Regions from separate parts of the Rattus norvegicus genome. Here region 2 is linked to region 1. Evidence: chromatin contacts called from public Hi-C data. All regions are on one chromosome and are shown on one strand. Each heading gives the region's core, a stretch centred on a gene start, on an enhancer-like site or on the middle of the called end of the contact. The rest is flanking DNA. Distances are from core to core; before and after follow the strand shown.

Region 1 (3,471 bases), core at 651-3,150:
TCAACATTTCACTCTCCTTAAAGCACTAACCTGGCATAGAAGTTTGCACAAGGCTGTCCCTCAAGACTGTTCTGAAATTGGTCCATTTTTCATGACCAGCCTCACTCCAACTCAAAATTTAACATTCTCCCGTATATGCCATCAATTCAAAATCCTTGTTCATCCTGAGCAGAGATGACCTTTCCTATTAATTGATTTTTATTCAAACCTTTTCCATCTCTGTATCCATAACAGGTTTAAACTGGAAGCTTCCTTGGACTCTTCTAGCCTGCTGGGAGATCCTTCTCCTCCCCATTTCTCCCAACCCCAACAGCCCAGGGACTACTTTGGAGGAAGAGTGATTCCACATGAAGATATCTTGTCTTGGCATGTGTGAGGTGAAGCCCTCACAGAGCTTGAGCAACACAATTGCTGTGTAAGAACAAGTCACTGCAGACTTTCCAAACTAACACTCAATTTCATCTCTCGTACCTGTGTGCTATTGTCACAAGGATAACCTTGTAGGAATGCAGAATCTCCTGCCCAAAGTTCAAAAACCAAAAGTTAAAAAGAAAAAAATAAGCCATACTTAGTAATTTTAAGCAGGGGCAGCAAGAATGCTAAGTATTGGAAAGAAAAGTGCCCCTTCCTCACTTAAAACTATTTCCCGTACTTGTATGATTTTCATTTTTGTTGAAATGAAATAAGGTCACGTTTTAATTAAATAGCCAGAACAACAAATAGTAGGGAGGAAACTCCTCTCTCTCTCCCTTAAAATTCAACAGCCTCTCGTGGATTATTCTTGATGCTCAGTACCCTGACAAATAGATGTGAGTGTTTCCCTTGAACAAATTCACTCAGCTTCTCTTCTTTATGTATATAGTTTCTGCTAAACAAGACCACACAGATGAGGAGGAAAAAGAACATTTTGTCAGCCTTCTGCTCGGACACTTGCTCTAAAACATTTTTGCCAAGAAGAAATAGACTAAACATACATCAAGCCAAACGGTGAGGCCAGCGTTAGTAACTCGAGGTGCTTCGCATGATTCAAGGCACTAAGACTATAATTTCAGAATGTTTGGAAAAAGCGAGCAATGGCTGTATGTGAGTCACGATCACTGTACAAAGATATGCATATCCAAAAGAGTGTGCAAGCACGTGCAAGTGGCTGCTCTAAGTTTGATTTTTTTTAATGTACAACTTAACTGACTTGTGGAGATAGCATCAATCTTGACTGTTGGTTTGGCTTTTCCATATAATTTCACTTGACTTATTGAAAATAAAGTGCAACCCTTGTTCTATGTCATCTCTTCTTATTACTTCTCATCCAAGCACTGGAAACAGACTTGTAAAAGTGGCTCTGCTCAGTACATACTATCAGTCACAACTTGTTTCCCAGGTCTCAGTCTTTGAAAAAGAACCAGTTTCTACCAGTCACTAGAGCCTTTTCTAAAAGGGAAAGGTTGGGAGAGTGGTGAGCATCACATGATAGATAGATAGATAGATAGATAGATAGATAGATAGATAGATAGATATTAAAATAGAGAGATATTGATATTTCCTCTGTGTAATCCTGTTCCTATGTTAGAACTGGAGATTGTGGGAGACAGACAGAGGTAGAAAGACAGCGACAGACAGTCAAAGAGACAGAGAGAGTATCTTCAATAAGTCTGCACTAAAAGGGACAGGTAGACATCAAATAGTTATACAACTATGTAATCACAGTTGTGGCATGTATTAAAAGGTGGAAAATATAGCTTAATAAGTAGAATTCCTTTTCAAATATGTCTCTTCTATAACCTTTATTGTCCTGTTCTGCATACCTGCAGTTTTATTCCAAAAGCAGAGTTTGTGTAAACTATTTGTGTGGCGTGAACTCTGAGGTATTTGCTAGCAAATGATTCAGCGTGACATGGCAAAGTGTCCAAAGAGATCAGAGTACAAGATTTTGAAACCCAACCAACATGTTTTGACCAAACTTACCCTATGAAATCCAACCTGCTGAGTTAAATATAAACAGCTATCTGTAGGAATAAACATACATTAGAGCAGTTCAAAAATATGATATATGGTAGGCTATTCCCAGCATAACACCCCCAACTTCTCATGAAAGCCACGAACAGTCTACAAAAACAGGACATGCAGAAAATGAACAAAAGAGCTGTGATTGATAGCCAGCCTAAAACCAGGATCGAGGAGGAACTCATATTAATTGCAAGGGAGTTAGATCAAGCTAGAGAAATATATACCAAGGCTTAAACACATGGCACAGTGAACAAAGAAAGACTTCGCAAAAAGTACCTCCCACCGCTCTCTTCCCTGTTACCTGGATTCGAACATGAGGTGGCCACTGAGCAGAAAATAGGCTGGTGACATTGGAGGTCCAGGGAACTGCTGAGAAAAAACAAAATTCTACTTCAGAAACAACCAAAAAGAAGAAAACTCGGTGATGTGACACAGTAAAGCTGAAAACCAGCTCTCTGACTTTGTGGATACTCTGTCTCTTCTTGATATAGCCGGGGAGTTGATCCCTTAAGATATTATTTCCTCTCCATGACCTTCATATATCATGTAATGTAGCAGTGTAATCAATCCACAGTTTTCAGTTCATATATTAACAATTTTCCAATGAGATGTTATAGTCTGCATTTACATTTTCGAGAACTCTACCTAAAAAGCAAAAGGAAATGGTCTTGGTCGTTTCTTTTTCCTTTAAATCTATGACTCAAAAATTAGATGAAAAGTTGGATACATTTTTAAACAAATGATTAGCTTATTTTAAATATTACAAATCAAAAATTTGATTTTAAAGATATACCAATTCCTTCATTTATTTTGTCAGGTCTCATTTTTTGCCATATTATACCTAATATTGAAAATGAAAAAATAAAATACTTAAAGAATAGTATCTCCTGATAATAAACAGATTACATTTACCATAACCCTGTTCTACAACTTGACATAAACTCAACAAAAATTTGTGTACATTTAAACTTACGAAAGGAATCCCAAGCAATGGGAAACTATCCACCTCACAGTAGTAGTAGGGTGAACAAATAAATTATACTCATTTATGCAGTAAGAGTTTCCTAATGGCCTTCTGGTTTCTACAGGTGCCCAGAACTGAACTGCTACCACAGCTCTCTGTAGCCAAATCCCGTGGGAGAGAGAGCTAGACTATCAGAAGTGCAGACAATCCTGAGAGCTCAGGTGAGACTATCACTTCTGCTCACATTCCTGGCCCAAGAGGAACCTGCCTAGTACCCTCTGGATACAGGAACCGAGGAGCAGCCAGGGGCAGGACCCTTCCAGTTTTTCCTGAAACTAAAGCTGAAAGCTAGTTGCCAGGAGCACTGATATACCTGAGAGCAGAGGTAAGACCAACTCTTCTGCTCCAAGTGACCCACCTCAAGGCCTCAGGATACACAAACCCAGGAGCAGCTCTCTGTTCCCAGATCCAGCTGAAAGAAAGCAGATCTACCAGAGTGCTGA
Region 2 (3,471 bases), core at 451-2,950, 140 kb after region 1:
AAACTGACAAGAGTCACAAATCCTGTGGCTTCTTATTCCCATCCTCCATTTGCTCTCCCCCTGAGTCTGCTCTCTAAAATTGCACTTCTTAATCATCTCCCCACAGACAGCAGGTTCTTTTCATGGGGGAACCATGGGAAATTTAGAACTTTCACCCCATGCTTGGCTACTCCCCTCACTTGGGCCTATAGTAAGGCCAGATGTCTGAGGTGGGAATATGTGAGCACACAACTGTTCACCTCACAACAGCTTGGAAGCAGCTAAAGCGATCAATGCTTCTCAACCTGTGGGTCACAACTCCCTCAGGAATCAAACAACCTTGTCACAGGGGTCACATGTCAGACATCCTGCATGTCAAAGGTTTATATTATGATACACAATCATAGCAAACTTACAGTTATGAAGTAGCAATGGAAATAATGTTATGGTTGAAGATCAGCACGACCTGTGGAGCTGTATTAAAGGTCACAGCATTAGGACAGTTGAGAACCACTCAGTTAAAGACAGGGGTTCCTGTTTCAATACCCCTTTCAAAAGAATGTGGGCAAGGATTTACTTCCTCCAATTGTGTAGACCTCTAAAGACGTCTCCTCTAAAATATGACAGTCTAGAGACCAAGTCTTTAGCCCTTGGCTTTGGAGGACATTTCAGAACCAATATCCCATGCACCTTTGCTCTACTGGAAGAAGTGTGCAAAATTTCCTCAAAGCATCTTGGCCACTCTTTCTCACTCATTTTTTTAAAGAACCTTTGAAACTAAACCAAAATGCCTATCAATCTGATTCTTAATTATAGGATATTTTCTTTTTTTTTTTTTTTTTTGGTTCTTTATTTTTTCGGAGCTGGGGACCGAACCCAGGGCCTTGTGCTTCCTAGGCAAGCGCTCTAACCACTGAGCTAAATCCCCAACCCCTATAGGATATTTTCTAACGTTAATTGGATAATTTTCTAGTCTGTTATATTCTCAACCAGATGACAATGTATTATTAAGTCCAACTTTAAAAAGCCAAAAAATCCAAAAATAAATAAATAGATTGATTAATAAATAAATAAATAAATAAATAAATAAAAACCACTTTCCATTAATAGTGGATTCACTGAAAACAAAACTGAAGTTCAAACTATTTTGAATAATGCCTTAAATAATCACAACATTTTAGATTTATATTTTATTTAACTGGTACAAAATAAAATGTTCTATTTTAACTTCCAATCCTCTGCATAACCAGCTGGACTTTTTCTTCCTTTGCTCCCTTCCTCTCTGATATAAAATTCTGAAGAAAATTCTCCAGGGACAATCAGTGAAGCAAAACTCTATTGACTCCCATGCTAAGTAGCAAAGTACTGAGACTTCCAAAATAAATATACGTCGTGTGTGGAAATCATCACCAAGCCTCTGTTCCCACACATTATAATGCTAAAGCCTTTTGTACCTTCCCCATCTCCCAGCTCCCACACAACTCAGTCTAAACCTTAGGCAGAAGTCACACAGTGCTCAAGGGTAATAATTGGAGATCAGCACATCTGAGATAAGGCATGGAGGGAAAGAGAATCTCAGCACGGTCTGCTGACCTGTCCATTTATCAATGATTAGCAACTTTATGCTATCAGTCAAAACCAAAACATGCCCATTGTTTCCAGGAGCTCTAGATAGTAGGCATGGCTCCAGGTCTTCCCAGTCCTGTTTATTTATTCATGCAGATTTGGAGTTTTGATGTGTGTGACCTTACTGTCATGACCAAGTTCCACTGCTAGTAAGAGAAGACTGTAACTCCATGCCTGATCTTTTATGCTTATACAAAATCGTGTCTAGTTTAAATTCACAAGTCTCCAAAATACAGGCTAAAGCAACTGACACCGCCCACCTCCCACAGGGGGAGTCAGGTCCATACACCCAGTCTTAACATCAGAACTCTACTGGCAACCCTTGACTTACATGTAAAAAACAAACTGCAAAGGTTGAGTGATGTATCTAGCAATGTCCATAGCACATGATAATTTTCCCCAAAATGATTGTCACTGGGATCAGTATTACCACCACAGTTAGTACTATTGTTATTGTCACTGTTCAAAGATTAACTCTTCAGACCTAATCCCCACTATTTAGAGTTGCCCATGGTATGGGTGGAGGGAATGCTGAAATCCTCAAAGTGCCTTTGGACAAGTATGAGGACTTGAGTTCTTAGAAAACATGAGGGCATTTTCCTGCAACCTCAGCCTGGAAGTGGGGGTCGGGGGATGGCGGATAGGAATATCCCTGAAACTCACTGGTTAGGCAACCTAGCAGAATCGATTAGCTTCATATGCAATGAGAGACTCCATCTCAAAAAGTTAGTTTAGTAGAGAGAAATTTGGGGAGACATTCAACATTAACTTCTACCCTCTACTAACACATAAATGCACACAGCTACAGTAATAAGTAAATACATCTCTCTCTCTCTCTCTCTCTCTCTCTCTCTCTCTCTCTCTCACACACACACACACACACACACACACACACACATATACACACACACATTCACACACGAGAGAGAGAGAGAGAGAGAGAGAGAGAGAGAGAGAGACTAACCCACGGCATTGAAATGTCTAAGTATAACATTATTCTATAGCCTAAACCAACAGAAAAATGTAAAATATAAAAATCTAACAAGTCAGTAAACTGAATATATTAAAATGCAGAATAAATTAATGAATTTAAATAATTATCTCGAAAGGGCTCAGTGCTAATTCAGAGTTCTCAATCCATGCCCCCATAACTGATCTAGATCAGAAGAACATTTACTGTCAGTGAACAGGAAATGGTATAGATACATAATTAGATGGCTAGGATATGGTAACAAGTTTTTAGAAAATACAGAGCTGGTGCTTCTTAATGTGCAAATCAAACAGAAAGGTTGAAGGGGAAGCTGATAAAGACTGAGTCACTTTATTTAGAAAGCTGTGTCATTTTCCCTTGATAGTAGTTCCCAATTTGTAATCTGTATTTTAAAAACAAGTCAGCTAATTTGTATCTGCGAGTCAGGATGCCCTTGCATAGCTCTGTGGTGCAATTGGACCCTCAAGTCAATAAGCTGAAGTTCGATGTTAGCACGGTGACCTGAACTGTGACTAGGCTTGGGATCCCAACCCCCAGCCTCCCACACCATGAACAACCTGTGCCCCACACTGCAGCCCTGGAATCAATGGCCTTGCACTCCCAGATAGCCAAAAAGTAAGAACAGAGACTCCTGGGTTGGGGATTTAGCTCAGTGGTAGAGTGCTTGCCTAGCAAGCACAAGGCCCTGGGTTCGGTCCCCAGCTTGGGAAAAAAAAACAAAAAAAAAAAAAAACAGAGACTCCTCACTGGGCCTGTGAGTCCTTTGACAATGGCGCTGGTAGGGGAAAGTTGAGGCATCCTACTGGAGCAATCGAGCAGGGCTGATCCTTTTGGAAATCCTAGTTGTCTTCTCATTCTGTGAGGTGCTGGGGCCA

The links. Hi-C and Micro-C count contacts between places; a contact is called where the count stands out from the background.
Region 2: a contact with region 1 is called in a Hi-C map of liver, with 4 times the contacts expected there. The contact joins two enhancer-like sites. A contact is called at or near these places in 2 of 12 Hi-C or Micro-C datasets (both in liver).

What each region holds. Positions count from the first base shown.
Region 1 is chr9:90,803,746-90,807,216 of GRCr8, forward strand. No RefSeq gene overlaps it. Among named protein-coding and RNA genes, the nearest start is that of Irs1, 250 kb to the right of the region's middle. Within about 2 kb of position 1,901, at least 3 of the 93 cell types and tissues checked have an H3K27ac peak or open chromatin away from gene starts, as enhancers often do. A contact at or near this core is called in liver, where this site is marked.
Region 2 is chr9:90,939,826-90,943,296 of GRCr8, forward strand. No RefSeq gene overlaps it. Among named protein-coding and RNA genes, the nearest start is that of Irs1, 110 kb to the right of the region's middle. Within about 2 kb of position 1,701, at least 1 of the 93 cell types and tissues checked has an H3K27ac peak or open chromatin away from gene starts, as enhancers often do. A contact at or near this core is called in liver, where this site is marked.